2 separate regions of the Mus musculus genome follow, and region 2 is linked to region 1. The links are chromatin contacts, called in public promoter capture Hi-C maps. All regions are on one chromosome and are shown on one strand. Each heading gives the region's core, a stretch centred on a gene start, on an enhancer-like site or on the middle of the called end of the contact. The rest is flanking DNA. Distances are from core to core; before and after follow the strand shown. Region 1 has its middle 8.5 kb from the start of Cdc42. Region 2 overlaps Hspg2 (perlecan (heparan sulfate proteoglycan 2)).

Evidence for each region. Capture Hi-C pulls out chosen DNA fragments and counts their contacts.
Region 2: a promoter capture Hi-C map of adipose tissue shows a contact between it and region 1. The contact joins two enhancer-like sites. A contact is called at or near these places in 1 of 484 Hi-C or Micro-C datasets (nephron progenitors), 1 of 115 datasets of contacts at active chromatin or transcription factors (pancreatic cancer cells) and 2 of 9 other capture datasets (adipose tissue and liver).

What each region holds. Positions count from the first base shown.
Region 1 is chr4:137,363,353-137,369,197 of GRCm38.p6, reverse strand. No RefSeq gene overlaps it. Among named protein-coding and RNA genes, the nearest start is that of Cdc42, 8.5 kb to the right of the region's middle. Within about 2 kb of position 3,702, at least 58 of the 459 cell types and tissues checked have an H3K27ac peak or open chromatin away from gene starts, as enhancers often do. A contact at or near this core is called in adipose tissue, where this site is marked.
Region 2 is chr4:137,526,082-137,531,769 of GRCm38.p6, reverse strand. It overlaps Hspg2 (perlecan (heparan sulfate proteoglycan 2)), which reads right to left. Exons shown (of 97, transcript NM_008305.3): 34 at 2,873-2,965; 35 at 2,527-2,607; 36 at 2,197-2,427; 37 at 33-146. Among named protein-coding and RNA genes, the nearest start is that of Mir7018, 9.4 kb to the left of the region's middle. Within about 2 kb of position 4,264, at least 14 of the 459 cell types and tissues checked have an H3K27ac peak or open chromatin away from gene starts, as enhancers often do. A contact at or near this core is called in adipose tissue, where this site is marked.

The sequences.
Region 1 (5,845 bases), core at 2,453-4,952:
CTAGGATTACGGGTGCCAGCAGCACCTCCAGCTTTCTTTTCCCCTTCTCCCCACTTTCTCTCCTTTTCTTTTGACTGGCTCACACCCTAATGTGCCGGCTGGCTTAGAGTTTATGATTCTGCTTCAGCTTCCAAAGGGCTGGGAGTACGGGTGTTTACTGCCATGCCTGGCTCCCTTTATCCCTTCCTGGTGACTGAATCCTGGGTTTCTTGCATGCTAGGCAAGCATTGTGCCACTGAGCAGCACCCAGATCCTTTTATTATTGCTATTTAAAATTCATGTGTGTGTCTCTAACCTACAAGTATATGTGTGCACTTCAAGTGTGTATGATACCCATGGATCCCAGAAGCAAAAGTTTGATCCCCTGGAAATTGGAGTTACAGGTTATAGGTGATTGTGAACTGCCATATGGGTTCTGGGAACCAAACCCCTGAGTGAGTCTTTTGCAAGAGCATCCAGTACTTTTAACTGTTAAGGCATTTCAATAGCTCCCATCCAGCCCCTTGGTCTTTTTTTTTTTTTTTTTCTGTATAGCCCCAGCTGTCCTGGAACTCTCTCTGTAGACTAGGCTGGCTTTGAACTCACAGAGATCTGATAGTCTCTGCCTCCTAAGTACTGGGATTAGAGGCATGTGCTACTATCATCTGGCCAGCCCCTCATTCTTTATAACAGACACTAGTGGCTTCTTTTGTGGTTTCTGGCCTGAAGCAACATCTGAAGGACTCCAGTATGCTACTGTGACATCTTAGACTTGATTCTTTCTCAGTCCCTTCTCCTCAGCAAATATGTATCATATGCCTAGGGTCCCCTCCCACATCCTGGTCTAGGTTTGCAGCAGCAGCAGCAGCAGCAGCAGCAGCAGCAGCAGCAGCAGCAGCAGCAGCAGCAGCAGCACACCCTCCTGGCTTATGCTTCTGGCTTCAGGAGGAGCAGTCTCTTCATTTTTGTAACTAGCCCAGGGCCAGTACAAGGTGGGAAGCTCGTGGTTGCTCTCTGATCTTAGGCGGTCACAAAGAACTTCGGCTTAGAGGCGACCATCAAATGTTATTCTAGGGTGGGAACAAGAAGTAAAAGAAATTGCTGCTTCCTGTGATGGGGACAGGGCTAGAAATAAAACCAAGAAGAAGAGGAGAAGGAGGAGGAGGAGGAGGGATGGGGGAGGGTTTACCAGCGGCTACTTCCTTTTCAGCTTTTGGCTTCTCTGTATGAAAGCTGGAGGGCTCTTGGGTACTTAGCAACAACTGTGACTGCCCAGCACAGAAACTGGGTGTGTCTCCTAGGCAGGAAGCCACTAACTCAGCTCAAGCAGCCACTTCCTCTGGCCCCTAGTCAGCTGAAATTTAGCGGGTTTTTGTTTGTTTGTTTGTTTTTGTTGTTTTCTTTCAAACAAGGTCTCATAGCACTAGTCCAGGATGCTCTGGAACTCACTAGGACATCTGAGCTGGCCTCCAACTGATGACAATCCTCCTGCCTCAGGCTCTGGAGTGTTGTGATTGCAGGCATGAGTCACTACACCCAGCTGCTTGACATCTTGGGGCCCCATGATCACTTCTAGGGCTTAATAGGGTATATGAGCTCACACACACCGCACCTCGTCTTTGAGCTATTCTGTCTGTCTGATTTCTGTGTCTTCTCAGGTAGGAGCAGCCTAGAATAGCACCTGAGGTGCAGACGATCTCAGTCAGCATCCTTTGTCTGAGCCTGCAGCTCAGGGAGGACCAAGTCATTCTTTCTCAGCTGCCTCTTGCATCCTGTTCTTCTGAACAGCTCTTAAGCCAAGGCAATCTACAGTCTCACCCCTCCCCTGTCTGCCTCTGTCTGCCTCTGTCTGCCTCTGTCTCTCTTTCTGTCTCTCCTCTGTCTCTCTGTCTCTCTGGCATTTTGCCATTGATATCATCATCATTATTATTATAGTCTGCCTGGCCTGAAACTTTCTATGTAAACCGAGCTGGCCACGAACTCACAGAAATCCACTTGCCTCTGCCTTCTGAGTGCTATGGTCAAAGGTCTGTGCCACCATGATTTGTACCCCACCCCCCCCACCCCCCGGTTAAAGAATTTTTTATTGTTTTTGTATGAATGCAGGGGTGTATGCGCACCATGTACATGCCTGGTGTCTGTGGAAGACAGAAGAGGGCTTCTGATCCCTTGGAACACGAATTGAGGATGACTGTGAGTTACCATGTGGGTGGAGGGAATTGAACCTGGATCCCATTTACAAAGAACAAGTGCTCTTAACCACTGAGCCATCTCTGGGTCCTCCTTTCAACACCATCAACTTAATTAATTAATTAATTGTTTGTTTGTTTGTTTGTTTGTTTGTTAAGACAGGGTCTCTCTACATAGCCCTGGCTGTCCTGAAACTCACTATGTAGACCAGGCTGGCCTCGAACTCACAGAGATCTGCCTGTCTCTGCCTCCTAAGTGTTAGGTGAGTTTTGTCTTGTTTTTTTTTTTTTTTAATCTCTCATTTGTATATTTCACACACTGAATTTTAGTCTTCCCTTTCCCCCATCTCTCTTGGCTTTCTCTTTCCCGGGGCCGACAAACCTCTTTATTAAGATTTCCTGCTGGATCTGCAATCCCTGCACTCAGGGGGCAGAGGCAGGAGGATCACCCTTGCTTACGTAGGGAGTTGAGGCCAGTCTGGGCTATTTAAAACCTTTTCTCAAAAAAAAGTGCTCAAATCTTTACTGAATGACTTAGTATTTTTTGCAAATAGCTAATATCCCACAGTTCCTGTGTGGCAGTCAAAGGCCAACAGGTAGGAGTTTGCTCTCTCTGCCCACCATGTGAGTCCTGAGGCTAGAGCTCAGGTTGTCATGCTTAGCAGCAACTGCTTCTAGCTCTGGGCCACCTCACTGGCCCTCCCCCCTCCTCTCCCTGTTGTGTCTCCTCTTCTGTTTTGTTCTGTTGTCTTTCTCTCCCTCAGTTCTCACAGGAACTTGTCTGCCCTTCACTCCCATTCATCCCCACACGGATGCACATTTGTAACAACCAGAGGCGAGGATCTACGTTCAGGAGGGGGCGTCTTTCTGAGCCTGACTTATCTCCATATAATGTTCCCCATGTTTTCTTTTATGCCTGAATAGTATTCTGTTGGATACATGTGCCACATTTTCATTTCCATTCACTGGTCGGTGGCCATCAGCTGATTCCATGACATTGCCACTCGAAAAGAGCATCACGAAGCATGGCCCAGTGTGCAGTAGTATCACGAAGCATGGCCCAGTGCGAGTGAGTGCACTGTTTTGAGGCACTGCCTCGCTGGAAGCCCTTGGACAGCCTTTTTAGCCAGAGGAGACGGAGCAGAAGAAAAATCAAGAAGTGAGATCATTGGAGATTGTGACAAACCCCTAGAGGGAAGTGAAGCATTGTGGTGAGGCAGAGCTGGGGCGCCACTTACACCCCATCAGGAAGGACAGATGTCCTGCCAGGCAGTGGTGGCGCACACCTTTAATCCCAGCACTTGGGAGGCAGAGGCAGGTGGATTTCTGAGTTCGAGGCCAGCCTGGTCTACAGAGTGAGTTCCAGGACAGCCAGGACTACACAGAGAAACCCTGTCTGGTGAAAAAAAAAAAAAAAAAAGGAATGAATGTCCTTAAAGAGGCAAGGTTCTTGCCAAGACCGATAGGGGGGTTCTTGCTCATCCGATAGGGGGATGAGCCAGCTGAGTGACAGAAGAGGCAGGCGCGATAAACATCCGTGCGAGACGAAAACAGCAAAGAACACAGCTTGCTGGAGTTCAGTGAGCAAGCGTGTGGCCCAGATGAGGTATCGATGTGAACAGAGACAATTAACTGCCCACAAGAGCAGTTCTCAGATTGCTTTTCTCTTAGGGCTTCACCCTTTTGTGGGGGGTCTCATTGAATCGTACCTGTCAAAGGCAGAGATGCTTAGCTATTTTCTCCTTCTTCCTCTTCACTTTCCCTTGCCCACCATGTCTTTGTCTTCAGTCACCTAGCTTCGTCTGGAGATGAAGTGGGCAAGCCTGGGCCAGTCAAAGGAAAGTCAGCCAGAGAACAGGTTGAGTGAGTCCTCGTTTCTTTGACTCCAGCAAAGGTCCAGGTCCCTGGACAAGCCCATGCTGTGGGCACAGACTGGGGAGGATAGCAGGAGGGGCGGCACGGTTCATGGATGCCTGGGCCATGGAGCGGGCTGTGGTTGCGGGTGCTGCATAGCCACATGGGCTGGCCAGGCATTCCTGGAGGGCATCTGGAGTCCAGCATCAGGGTGGGGCTCCCAGCAAGGCCTGGGCTGGGTAGTCATGGATAGCCTTGAAATTCTGGTCTTCCGACCTCCACTACCTCCCAAGCACTAAGACAGAGTATCTCCACTCCCAACTTTACATGGTGTTAGGGATCAAACCCAGGGCTTTGTGCATGCCAGGTTAACACTGTACCGAGGGAGCCACATCTCTGCTATGGCTTTGAGACAGGGTTTCTTTATGTAGCCCTGGCTGTCCTGGAACTCACTCTGTAGACCAGGCTGGTCTCAAACTCAGAGATCCACCTGCTTCTAACCCCCAAGAACTGGGATTAAAGATGTGTGCCACCCCCCACCCCCACCCCCACAGCATGATTTTCTTTTTAAGGTCCTGCCTTAGACTGGCTGCAAGCTTGCTGTATGAATATGTAGCCAAGGATGACCTGCAACTCCTGATCCTCCTGTCTCTACCTCCCAAGTGCTAGAAGTTCAGATAGGCAATGGCATCGGACCTGCTTTTTTTTGTTGTTTTTTTTGTTTTGTTTTGTTTTTTCGAGACAAGGTTTCTCTGTGTAGCCTTGGCTGTCCTGGAACTCACTCTATAGAACAGGCTGGCCTCGGATTCAGAAATTTGCCTGCCTCTGCCTCCCAAGTGCTGCGATTAAAGGCGTGAGTCACCACTGCCCAGTTGTAATTTTTGAGATTGTAATTTAATTATAACATTTCTCCCTTCTCTTCCTCTCTCCAAACCTTCCCATGGTCTCCTCCTTGATCTTCTTCAATTTTATGGCTTTTTCTCTTTTTTTCCCCCATTTTTTCATGTTACTACATGCATATATTATTGGGGTACACCTTCCTAAATATAACCTTTTGGGTCCGTATAATGTCATTTGTATATGTGTTTTTTGGGCTGGCCACTTGGCACTGGACAACCATTTGGTGTGCTCTTCCCTAGGGAGGACCAGCTCTGTTTGGTCCTGTTTGACTCAGTCACCTCTACTTCTTTCTGTAGGGCTCTTTCCTCATGGGCTTTCCCCCTTCGGCGTGGCATGGTGGCCATGTTGGTGAGACCTTACAAGCATAGCTTCTGATGTTATCTCACAGCAAAGTCTCCAATTGTCTGGCCCATACACTCTTTCTGCCCCCTCTTCCACAATGTTCCCTGAGTCTTAGGTGTGAGAGTATTTTGTAGGTGTATCCATTGGGACTGCACAGCTCTGAGTTTTGACTGGTTGAAGTTTTCTTTTTTTTTTTAAATAATTTTTTTGTCTTGCTTTTTTTTTTTTTTTTTTTTGGTTTTTTCGAGACAGGGTTTCTCTGTGTAGCCCTGGCTGTCCTGGAACTCACTCTGTAGACCAGGCTGGCCTCGAACTCAGAAATTCGCCTGCCTCTGCCTCCCAAGGGCTGGGATTAAAGGCATGCGCCACCACGCCCGGCCTTGCTTTTTTTTTTTAAAGATTTATTTATTTATTATATGTAAGTACACTGTAGCTGTCTTCAGACACTCCAGAAGAAGGAGTCAGATCTCGTTACAGATGGTTGTGAGCCACCATGTGGTTGCTGGGATTTGAACTCCAGACCTTCGGAAGAGCAGTCGGGTGCTCTTACCCACTGAGCCATCTCACCAGCCCGGTTGAAG
Region 2 (5,688 bases), core at 3,015-5,514, 160 kb before region 1:
CCCACCCCCAGCCTAGCCCGCTTGAAGCTCACCGAGCAGGCTCCAGTCTCCGGGTGACACAAGTCGGAGTGGCCGTTGCATTCACACAACTCGCACTGACCAAGGTACAGTCCGCTCCCAGTGCGAGTGTAGCCCGGGGCACAGTCCTAGTGGACAGAAGAGAGTTGGTCTCCGTTGGCCACGGGGTTCCACCCAGAGCCAGCAGATCTAGCCTTCTGTCTATCCTGCCCTGTCCAGTGTCTAATCCCCACTGGCTCTAGAAAAGAGCATCCCAGGCCTGTCTTCATGAACCACAAGCTCTCTCAAGAGGCCTTAGCCTGGCTCTCATCTCTCATGGGATGCAGGAGACAGGGCTTGGTGTGCCCAAGCAGTGTTAGCTTGGAGAGATGTAGTATATCCTTAATGGGGAACCTGCCTTACTCTAAGACCTTGGTTCCTGAAAATTCTGGTGGGAACGGTCTTTCTAGAAACACTTCACAGCTAAGTGGGGAAGTCAGCTGGAAAGATCACTTGGGAGAGAGGGCCCTTGTAGATATTTTGCGTGTTTTTATGTATTTGTGTGAGTGTGTATGAGCCACAGTGTGTATTTGGAGGTCAGGAGACAACTTGTAGGAATCAGGTCATCTCTCCTTCAACAATGTGGGTCCTGGGAGGTGAGCTGAGGTCTGGGCACTGTGGCAAGTGAGTGATTTTGTCGCCTAAGCCATCTTGCCAATATTTAAAACTGGCTTTGCATGCATTAGTTAGTGATCCTGCCAGGCCTGGTGACACACATCTGGAATCCCAGCACTTTAGGAATGGTGACAGGAAGACTGGGATGTTCAAGGCTAGCCCCTGCTATATATCAAGCTCAAAGCTAGCCTGAGCTTATATAAGCCCCTGCCTTGAAAATTCAAATCAAACCAAAACCAAAACCCACGCCAAACAGGCACAGTCATAGGGGAAGCACACACAGCATGGCAGATGTTGGAGATGAAGGATCTCAGGTCTGGAGAGCGGGCGGTTCTCTCTCTACCCTGCCCTTCTGTCAAAGGCCTCCTTTCCACAATACATGGTCAGGTGATGGATATCTTGGGCTGAGCTGCAATAGGCACAGGGCACAGAGGCGCTTCCCAACAGCTCTTCCTTCAAATGAGGCAAACTTGGTATCTCTGAGGAGCATGAATTTCCACACTGGGATTTGGAAGGTCGGTGGCCCCAGATAAAGCATAGGGACATTAAAGTGTAGAGACGTGGGCTTGCTACAGCTATACCCAACTCCTGGCCTCCCTGCCACCCACCCCCCCTGGAAAGGGTTCTGCTACCTCATCTGATGTTGAAAGAGTCAATGTCACGTGTAGGGTAAACTCCTGTCCACCTGGAGCTGAGAGCTTGGGCCACATCTGGCAGAGACTCCCAGGAGCTTCAAAGTGACAGACCTCTGTCCCACCCACGGACCCTCGCTACACAGTACACCATGCCTCGATCCGCATTCAACAGACACATTGTCCCTGTGTGGCTCCGATCATGGGATGCCTATAGCAGCATGACTGCCCCACTTCAGGGCCTTGTTCTAAGCTATTCACAGTGACCCGGCTGCAGACCCAGCCACCATGTGCTTCTCCTGAAGCCTACAGTGACATCACTCCGTGCTGTGCGCCTGAGGCATGTCCTTGCTCAGCTCTGAAAGTCTTATGTGCTTGAGCGTGTCTCCCCATCTGCCATTTTTTAGGCAGTAGTGGCTGCTGGTTAGGACAAACAGACTTTGGAGTCCATCAGATCTAGGTTCACGTTAGTCCCCCGCATGTTGACTGTGTGCCCCTGGGTAAGTCACCTATCCCTTGGAGAGTTTGTTTCTATCAGTTAAAGGGATGGCTTGGGGCTGGAGAGCTGGCTCAGAGGTTAAGAGCACTGACTACTATTCTAGAGGCTTTCAGTTCAATTCTCAGCAACCATATAGAGGCTCACAACCATCTCTAATGGGATCCAATGCCCACTTCTGGTACATCTGATAGCTGCAGTATATATATAAAATCCTTAAAAAAAAGTCTTTAAAGGGATGGCTTGGCTCTTAGGGAGTGACCACAACAATGTGAGAACAAAAGTCACCTAACTGAGCGAGCAGTTACGGCCTATAGCAGTGGTTACTGACCAACCACTTTGCACACACCATGGCACTGGAGCGGATGCAGCCAGGCCAGCCAGCCACACACCCACCTGGCAGGACAAGCCAACATAGCCTGGGGGGCAGCGACACTCTTCCACCTCGAGGGCTCGGGGTCCACTGGAGGGCCCTGGCTGGGCCACTTCTAGGCTCACGGCACTGATACTGGCTGCCCGTGGCACAGAGGAGAATGTGGCCCGCACCAGAAGTTCATCCAGATCTGCCAGGGCCATGAGCAAATGCTCTCGGGTCGCAGGCTGTCCATCTGGCCGCCGCCAGAACTCCTGTGTAGGGGGACAGCAAGTGTCAGTGGAAGCTCTGGGCCACATCTCCTGAACTTGTAGACCTGTGTGCCTGGGGAGTCAAAGGCAAGTGCTACCCACCTCTCGGAAGATGATCTCATAGCTCCTCCTCTCTGGGCCCTGTAGTGCTGGCTGGGAAGCCACCAACATGATGTTATTGCCCTGCAGAGACACCAGCAAGGTTAGGAAGGGTACTTAGGGCAGGGGTACCCACCAACCCCAGGCTCTCCCAACCACTTGGACTCTCGTCCGTCCACACCCCCAAGCTCATGCGTCTGCCCACTGTGCCCATGGACAGCAGCCAGGCTAAGAACTTGGGAGTAGCCAGCCATGCAGTGGCAAGGAGACCACATTGGCTAGCTGGGTATTGGGACCGTGGCTTCCACTTACTCTTCTGCCTGACCACGGTGGATTCTAATGAGCTCACCGTAATCTGGATATCAGGGTCCAAGAGTGGGCTGCCCTGTGGCCCGGCTGTGTAGGAGAGGGTGTACCGCAGCTTCCCGCCATAGGCTGCCACCTGTGGAGGGACAAGATCTCACAGGTAAGGGGCAGAGCCTCTTGCTCCTGTGTGTCACACCCTAACCTCAGAAGGCCAGAGCTCGCACCACAGAGAGGCTGAAAGGCCCTCTCAGTTCCTCTCCAGCCTTCCTCATGAGAGGACATCTTTCCCTCCCGTTCTCCATTGCCTGACAGTCAGTCAGCAAACTCTGAGTCCCTTTTTATGTGTAGGCATTTCCCATAAAATGACAAGAGTAATAGCAGTGAGACGCTGCCAAGATCAGAAATTTTAGCTCAGGGCTTGGGGTCTGCATGGGTTCGGAGGCCTCGTCTCCTAGGTTTCTGGCTTTGGATCTGTCTAGAATTTACTTCCTTCTTTCTGTGAACTACATCCTTGTTCTCTCTCTCTCTCTCTTTCTCTTAAATTATTTACTTTATTTTAGGTGTGTATGTGTAGTACAATAATCCATGAGTGTATGGAAGCCTGTGGAGGTCAAAAGAAGCCTTAGATCCCTGGCACTGGAGTTACAGGGGGTTGAGTTGCCATGTGGTTGCTGGGAATTGAACCTGGGTCCTCTGAAAGAGCAGTCAATGCTCTTAACCTCTGAGCCACCTCTCCAGTCCCCTCCTTGTTCTCTTTATATAACAACCTTCTGGTACGCACGGGTCCCTCCCATCTGCTGTGGAGAGCAAGCCAGCCAAGCCTGCCCAATTAACACGGTTCTAGATCAGGAAGGGAGATGGGTGGGGTCCGTCCCAGTGTGACCAGACGCAAGGTGGCCATGTATTCCTCTTCCCAGCTGGGGAAAGGACAGTGCACCTGGCACACCTCTTTCATTCGGGACAGGGAAACTCCTATCTCCCATGGGACCAGAAGCAACACAATGAGAAAAAACCCCCTATGAGTGTCTGTATCCAGCTGTCATCCTTGGACCCTGTGGTTTCATGAGCCATTCTATTGTTTGATTGTTATTGTTTATTTGTTTGTTCTTTATTGTGGACAAACCACCTGGACTTGTGTCTCTGTAGGCATGGTTAGAAGGTTTAGTTTTGTAAAGGGCTCATTCACCCTGGCAGCTGAGGTCCCAGCTCTGACCCCTGGACTTTCTTCCCTCTCCTTCATCACCAGGGCAGACAGCTGGCTGAAAACTACCCAGCACAGAGTGTCTGTCTGGTTCAAGTGCGTTCATTCAGTGGGTGAATATTGATCAAACACCAGTTGGCTACACGCCAGGCCCTGGGTGACATAGGCCCCAGGGCTATTCTCTTAACAACCCAGGGTGTGGTAAGAAACTTATTAGAACAACCAGATTACAACGGAAACAACTGGATTCCTGTTTGTTTTGGATGCCAGTGAGTTCACAGTGTCATCTGGGAGCAGCTTTCTAGGAAGTGGAAGGCGTGTGCCACACAAGGATGTTAGTCAAGGTCTAGAGATGCCAGCTCTGCTGTCTGGACAACTGTGGACACGCTTACTTTGAGCCCTACTTCCCTCACCTGCAGATAGGAGAAAAAATACTTTAAAGGGCACCTCGAGGATTACATAGCTCAGGCCACATACAGGGACACACTCATCTTAGTGCAGAGAACACACTTGAAGGCCAATGGCTCTCCCCTTCTTATGGTACCCACCCAGATTCTGGTAGACTCTTACCTCACTTCCTCTGGACCTGCTTGGCCTAGACTGGCTGCTGATTGCAGTCTTACACGTGTTAATCAAATCCTGCCTCCCTCCTCCAACTGCTGGCGACCAGACCTGGGCCTTAAGCATTCTACCACTTACCACTAAGTCAATGCCCTGATCCCAAGGTATACACAATATGAAGAGGCTCTCTCTGTCACATGGGGACAAGGAGGCAAGGTAGGAGCCATATCAACTTGAATGTTAATGTCAGGGTAACAGTAACAACACCCAGGATGGTGGCGGTGGCTCTGTTGGTAAAGTGTTTATGTGCAAGTGTGGGGACCTGGGTTTGCTTCTCAGAGAACTGCCCCCCCCAAAAAGTCCTGGGCATTCTAATACTGGTGAGACAAAAAGAGTGACCCCAGGGACACCGTGAGTGGCCAGCCTACTCCGGTAAGCTCCAGTCCAGTGAGAGACTGTGTCTCAAAAAAACAAAGAATAACAGCGGGAGTTGTCCTCCAGCTTCCAGAGGCTCATGTGCATATGCAAGTGTACACACACACACACACACACACACACACACACACACACACACACACACGAGAGAAAGACAGCGACATTCAGAGTGCAGGACTGGTAAAAACAGTGAAGAGTTCTGGAAGGCCAGCCCAGTAATTGCCTCTGTACTGATAATACAGCACCCAGCAAGTGCCTAATAAATGCACCCCCTGACACCCCCCCCACACACACACACATGGCCCTTCCACTTCCAGGTTACCTTGTTCCCTAGGAAGGCTCGGGGCAGCTGCCAGTAATAGAGGCTTCCAGGCAGCAGAGAGAAGCCCTCGTAGGAAAGTGAGAACTAGATCAGAAGAATAGAAGGGAAGAATGGGGTACAGGCGCCCCAGCAGGGACCCAGAACCCACCCAACCCCACAGCACACGCCCACCATGCTCTCTGGGTGACCTGCTTCCTGCTATGGGCCCAGGTCCTCTAGATGTTCTTTCTAAGCATGGTCTTGTTTTGCCTTGAATACGGTGTGTCCTTCCGGAGGACCCCAGGATCAGTGGGGCACATGGTAAACACCTAAAACTCCAGTGGCTCTTCTTATGTATGTA